Linked DNA regions of Arabidopsis thaliana: region 1 is linked to region 2. Evidence: chromatin contacts called from public capture Hi-C data. All regions are on one chromosome and are shown on one strand. Each heading gives the region's core, a stretch centred on a gene start, on an enhancer-like site or on the middle of the called end of the contact. The rest is flanking DNA. Distances are from core to core; before and after follow the strand shown. Region 1 holds the start of AT2G04645 (a long non-coding RNA gene). Region 2 holds the start of AT2G03913 (Cysteine-rich protein).

Region 1 (3,670 bases), core at 744-3,243, 52 kb before region 2:
GTGGACCACCTTTTTCCCATTCCTTTCAACCTTTTATTTTAACATTTATTTTTAAAATCTAGTTTTATCCTAAAATTGAGTAATAGTAATAAATATACTTAAAAACAAATAACAGATAATTGTCTTTAGTTTCATGGAAAAGTGGACGAAGCTGTGGAAATGTTTTAGTTTAACTATTACTATTTATTATTACTCAATTTTAGTTTTTGTTTAATGCTTATTTATCATTTATTATTACTCAATTTTAGTAATGCTAACTTCAATTTTAGTAATTATCATGCATATTTATTATTACTCAATTTTAGTTTAACTGGGAAGTACATTGTTTTAGTTTAACTGGGAAGTATATTGTTTAAAGTATATAATTATCTTAATAAGTCTTAAAGTTTTTGTTGACAAATTTAATTCCTGTTGTATATATATTCCAAAAACAAAAATTTGTATAATGTTTGTTAAACTTAATCACAGTATTTTTAGTAAACATGTTATATCATATTGTGGACTAAATATAATCTAAGAAAGTTTTGTTAAAAGAAATTGTATAGCGAACCACCGAATTTAATTTTTCAGTTTTCTGTCAAAAAAACTTAGTTAATGTTGTAAATCACATTTAAGTATTTAGTTTCAGACTTTCGGTAGATATTTTTAGTCATACACTAAAAAAATAAATTAAAATTTAAGAATTTAATATTACACAATCAGTTCATCGTGATCAAAATTTGGATGTTTTCCTAAACGGCTAGGAAATTTGTGCACTTTGAAATACGATCGATGAAATAGGTATGAATATCTATTAGCTAGTTACAAAAACAATGTTCTTTGGAGAAGTTTGATTTTGTTAAAGTCAGTGTTTAATTGCTTTGGAAAAGTTTAATTTATATTGTTAAAATAAAATAAAATAAAATATCTATTAGCTAGTTACAAAAACAATGTTCTTAATCTTGCAGTACGTAACGTTAACAATACTAATTTGCAAAATGTAGCATTTGCTAATTAACCTACTCAAACAAAAAGAAAAAATGGTATTCACAGAAATATAGGCTCCACCAAATAATAGAAGACAGAGTGTCCGCAGGTTTCTATTTTCGAAATGTTCCAAAATTATGAAAAGAATGAATATTTCTATTTATAGTCCATGTATTGAATATAAGAACGTCACAAATTTCAGAAAACATTTTTGTTATGTCGTTAAAGCGAACATGGTGTTCTCATTCTTTAGTCAACTCATAAAAAAAAAAGAAACTCATAACAATTTATTAACTATGAATGATCATAATTAAAATCGAGAAGGTCAAAAATGTTGATTTTCACAGGAGATTTTAATATTTTAGATTTTCATATATAAACAAAATCGTTTTTCTTCTATAAACAAGCATTATAATTTTATCGTATGAAAAAATTAGCAGTAGTCTCTACTAAAATATCTACAACCTAATAACCACACTTATTTTGCCCTAAAAGGTCTGAAAAAACAAAACTGGGAAGCGAACGAGACATGCTGAAAAATAGAAACACAACTAAATTAAGAAGGAGGTGAAGAGAGAGACTGATCAATGGCTGAGCTAGAAAAAGATGAATCTATTGAGAGAGAGAGAGGTGTGTGGGTTCGACTAAGAAACGGAGAGAGTGAGAGATATCGCTAGTGAGAAAGATCGCCGGCCGGTAAAAGAGATAGATCGCCGGAGAGAGAGACACAAAGATATCAAAGGTGAGAGAGGAAGCGTGACACAGAAAAAGAGTTCTACAATGGAGCTCTTGCTGATGATGCTATGGATGATCTTTTTTCTAGGCCTCGTGATAGTTTCCCCTTCGAATTCGTTCATCACCATTAAGGTACAAATACCTACTTCTTCAAAACACAAATTTTGGAATTAGCTAATATAAAAAAATTCCGATGGATAAATAGAAGGATTGGAAATTAAAGAATTTTAAATATTCCGCAGAATTGTGTAATGCTTAAACGCATCCTCTGAAGGTTAATTGCACTAAAGATCATACTTTTAGCTAGAAAGTCAGCTCAAAAGAGAAGTCTTTGGAGTCTAATAAGACACTAAAATCTAGCGATGAAGAACCAAAAAAACAAATGAGCGGTCTTTAGTTTAGCATAAGACTAAGAGGTTCTGTTTCGGCGACTCAAATTTAGGTTAAAGTGAATGGATACATATATATATATATATATATAGTCCAATTGATGAGGTTATTTAGAAGTCATACATTAATATATTTGTCTGTTTTTTTGTTACAGACCTCAGATGAAGAAAAAGTCGACTGCGTTGATATATATGACCAGAAAGCATTTTATCATGATCTTTTAAAAAACCACAAAATCCAGGTTTCTTTAAAATGTTTATCATTTTATTCAATTATCAATTGTCTTATGTGTTGATAATCAGTTTATATAGGATATTAATAATCAAAAACTTCTTTTTATACAGGAACGACCATCCGAATTTCCAAAACCGCTCGAAATAAAAAAGAAAAGCAAATGGAAATCATGGGAAGCCCACGTGAGCACTTGGCAGTGCCCAGCAGGAACGGTTCCAGTTCGGAATGACGAAACGACTAGTTCTACTTCTACCGGTGAAAACTTATCGACACGAGGTATTATCAATTTATCATATACATGGTTAATGACAACAAATTCTAACGTTTTTTTATTTGATAAAAACACAAAATCTATTGTTTTAAGAAAACACTTGATTACCAACCTACATATGGTTTCATTGTTATAGTTTATATAGTAATTAGTAAATCCATTACATTAAGGAAAATATTAACGAAAATTTTCTACAAATATTTATGGGCCTTGTCCACTTTTACCAACGACTAGACTGGGCCTGAATATATTATATATATACCTTTTTCTTACATCAGCCTGGAAATAATCCATTGAATCTCATGTCTAAAATACAAATTAATGACTACGATACACGAAATGTGGTAGTAATCACTTTTGTTTGTAAATAAATATGTAATTAAATATAAAAATTTATTTATTAATATTTATGGTTTTGTCTTAAATTATATGGTTATATAAATTCTTTTTCTGTTTAAATATCATAACTGTTTATATATTGATTCCGTTTTTAATTGATAAATGTTTTAGGTTTTTTTTTTTCTTTGAAAAAGTTAGATGTTTTAAATTTTGTGTATAAGAACGTAACTAAGAAGGCGTTTTAACAAAAAAAAACAAAAAAAAATCTGCGTGTATTGCTTCATAGTTCAGAGTGTACCCTTATAAGATTTTATTATTAAGGATAAAACTTGCGTAACCTATACAGTATACACTAACCTTTACTGGTAAATATAAGTTTTTATTTTATTATTATTGTTAAATATAAGTTTTTATTTGATTATTATTGTTAGAAAGTAAAATTAAGGTTAGAAGAATCACTGCTACAATTTTTAAATTAAACATGTGCGAAAATCTTATAATATTTAAACAATTACATATGTGACTGATAGAAGCATACCTATTTTACAAACATCATATTTATTGTCTGTTTTAGTAATTGACATTATAACTTGAAAAATAACAGCATGCGGTCGTAAAGACAGAAACTCATCCGAAAATGTATGGAGCAAAGGCTACGATGAATGTGTAGAACCCAACCGTAGAAGCAGAAGGCGAGTTTAGCTTGTCACAAATTTGGATTACTTCGGGAAGTTA
Region 2 (3,629 bases), core at 20-2,519:
TATACAATATAGGATATAGGATTTATTAGGTATCTAACCTTCTTTAATGTTTGCAAGATCCACTCATTAGCTTCTCCTCTGAGTCGTTTAACATGATACAATACCTCTGCAAATCACGAAGATTGTAAAGTTAGTAACTATATAATTTAAACAGAATTATTTCCTAATATTTCTGTAGATTTTGGTAATCCATATGTTATGGTTATTAAAATAGATCCTTGTAAGGCAACAATTGGCAAAATTAAAGACTTTTTAAGAAATAATCTAAATATACAATATTAATTAAAATATATACAAATCAAAACAAAGCAACTGCCAATATCTATAATGTTTACTTCATTCACAAGTCTACATAGTGGTCTTTATCTGTATAATCTAAAGATTTTTGACAAATTACATATCGGTGTCACTGAATATATTACTGACCATAACCACTTACTATAAGAATTGATGATCTTTCGGACACATACACAATCTTCGCTATTATTCAGAAAATCTTGGTTTTTACTTTAAAGTCTAATTCCTTCTCATGACTTGGAAGTATTTAAGTACACAAAGGAAACCAAAGGGGATCGATAACTAATCCTATAAACATTGAACATAATTAACAAAGTGAGAATAACATCGCGCAAACTTTTCTGTATTCCTGTATTTGCATCGCGCAAACTTAATACTATTTTTTTTTTTGAAAACAAATGTGGAGACAAGTAACTAAAGTCATAGAAGCAATAATATAATAAATTTAGTTTTATTTCTAGTTGTTCAAAAAATAAGTTTTATTTCATTGAAAAGCATACATAAATCTGATGTTAAAGAAACAAAATTCCACCGTTCAAACGAGACCATTCATTGATTTCTATCACTTTTTGCAACAACATCGTCCATCAACACAGCCTCCATCGTTATACCTCTCGTGCAAGCAGTCATGCCAACATTCATAAGTTCCATACCTCCGTGTACATGGAGTAGAGCACACATCATTTTTTGTTGTTTCGATCACTGCAACATATTAACAACTAGTGTTAAAAAAACAAAAACAAAAAGTGTAACAGATACGCACACATAAACATTACAACATGTTTTAAAATATTCAATAGTTACTATACATGACAAAAAATAATAATTGGACAATAAAAACATACCGGATGAAGCCAAAACGTTAAAGTTAAACAATGAGTTTATCAGTATCACTACAAGAACAAAAATCATAGAAGTGAATCTCATTTTTTTCTGTTAATTCTCTCTTGTAAAAAGTGAATTGAAAGAGTCTCTTCTTTCAAGTAGAAAACAAGAAGAGGAAGAAGTTTATACTTCTCTAATCTTTACTGAAATCTTTATATATATAAATATTTGCCAAGAAGAGTCTCAATTTTAAACCTAGTTATTGCCGACTAAAAAAAAGGAAAAACACCTAGTTACTTATTTGTTTTCCATAAAAGAATTGTCCATATTTGCTGATAATTAACATTATTTCGTGGTACAAAAATATTAACAAGATAGTTATATATTGGCATAATTCTATATTTTCGGGTACCAAATCATGGAAATATACAGTCAAAGATTTTTTGATAACCAATTAAGTAATGTTGTTGCTAATTTTGACGAAAGATGACAAAAATGGAAAATCCGCTTGACAAAGAGGAATTTTCGTTAGGTGGAAAGAATCTCATAATTAATATCATTTAAAATATCAAATTACATGCAAAAAACTAATGTGAGAATTGTGTCTACGATCACTAGATCAATGGCAATTCTGTCAATGTAACAGATTAACAGGTCCTCACTCAAGGGATGGATCAAAAACAATTGGGCTTTTCTAAATTGGGTCCACGAAAATTAAAATAGTATAATGGGCAAAGTGCAGTTTTTGAGAAAAGGCTAGAGAAGTCTTGGAAAGATAGCAAATTAGCAACTGTACTTTCTGAATGTTTAAGATTATTATTTTTAAACTTTGGTAACCTATACACTAATATTAATTATTTTCCAATGTACAGAAATACTAAATTTTATATGGGTCAATCAAGTTCGTATATAGTCCAAAAATGTGGATGTATATGTACATTATGTGTAATAGCAATTTTGAAAATCAAACTCTCAAAAAAAAAAAGGGAAATTTGAGTGTATAACCAAAAAAAAACTTTAATTAAGTAACAGCTATTCTAATCATACCACTACAATATTCTATGTACAATCTATAATATTGTCATATTTGTCCATGTTACAGGATACATAGTTCTTTTATTTATTTTTTAATTTTTTTTAAGTCTTTGTCTTTTTCTCCTTCTATTCTATCTTAATAAAACAAAAATTATATAAAATTCTTATTATAACTATCTTTCATTATCGCATATAACACGAAGTCACCATGATTATTTATTATTGTCACTGCCACAACCGTATCACCACAACCACCACTGTCAACGTCATTGTTAGTGCCACCACTATCACCGCTACTGTCACCACACCACCACCGCTACCGTTAACGTCACTACTACGGTTATCTCACTTGTTTGGGTTGCCAATGTTGTATTTCATAGGGTATAATTGTTTGGATCAGATCGGTTTAACTCGATCATTTATCATTGTCACTGCAACAATTGTATCGACACAATCACCACCATCAACGTCACTATTAGTGCCACTAGTACCATTGTCGTCATCACCACAACCGCTACCGTTAACACTATCACCGCTATCGTCAACGTCACCACTGCGGTTTACTTTGGTTGCTTGGGTTGCCAATGTTGTATCTCATGGGGTATAGTTTTTTTAGATCAGATCGGTTTAGCTCCATCATTTGTTTGTCGACTGTTCTGTTCGTTCTATACTATTTAGTTTTATTTTATACTATTTTATTGGTGTGTTTTAGACCAATATTATTTACTATTTTAATAATTTGTATCAGATTTCAAAAATTTAAATCATGTTATAAACAGAAAAAAATCTATGTTTTATTAAAAACTATTAGATGATTTAGTTAGTTAATTTTATGAAATTAATCTAACATTCACTTGGGAAAAAATATCATATCATCATTATTTTCTCTCTTCTTCTATTCTTCTTTATTCTCTCGTTATGTGTGTGTTTCACTCGCACGTCCTACACCAAATCAGAAGGAGAAAATAGACTTTTTAAAAACTACTCATGTTACTTACTTAATTTCTCATATTACCATGTTAAAAATTTAATTACTTTTCTCAAAATCGTTATTTCTGCGAAAGACAAAAAAATAGTCAAACTTTTTTTTGTTTTTTTTTTAGTGTCAAACCTTTTGTAATGGTCTTTCTTTTGTGTTGATATATAGTTTTCTAGTTACATCCTTTACACCAATAAAATCTATAGTATTCGATGAATTATCGTTGAGATATTTTTAAAACAATGTTATTCAAAACATATGATTGTTAATCCGTAGAATAGAAAAATGGTCTCGAATTTATAGATAACGAGATCTTTTACTATTTCAATTTATATATATTATTTTCTATTTTTTTTTTGCTGATATGATCAAATATAGCTATTTTCTTTGCTAATATGATCAAAAATATAGCTACTTTCTTTGCTGCCATGATAAAATATAGTTTTGATTCTTCACTTGCTCACATGCCACCTCCATATGGAGAGCTGCGGGA

What was found. Capture Hi-C pulls out chosen DNA fragments and counts their contacts.
Region 1: a capture Hi-C map of seedling shows a contact between it and region 2, with 7 times the contacts expected there. The contact joins the promoter of AT2G04645 here to the promoter of AT2G03913 in region 2. A contact is called at or near these places in 18 of 26 Hi-C or Micro-C datasets (callus, cotyledon, leaf and 5 more), 1 of 2 datasets of contacts at active chromatin or transcription factors (seedling) and 3 of 3 other capture datasets (root, seedling and shoot).

What each region holds. Positions count from the first base shown.
Region 1 is chr2:1,247,746-1,251,415 of TAIR10.1, reverse strand. It overlaps AT2G04645 (a long non-coding RNA gene), which reads right to left and starts at 1,993. Exons shown (of 1, transcript NR_140023.1): 1 at 1,442-1,993. It also overlaps the pseudogene AT2G03960.
Region 2 is chr2:1,195,480-1,199,108 of TAIR10.1, reverse strand. It overlaps AT2G03913 (Cysteine-rich protein), which reads right to left and starts at 1,269. Exons shown (of 2, transcript NM_001035890.2): 1 at 1,143-1,269; 2 at 824-999. The coding sequence starts at 1,224. The coding sequence ends at 860. It also overlaps the pseudogene AT2G03910.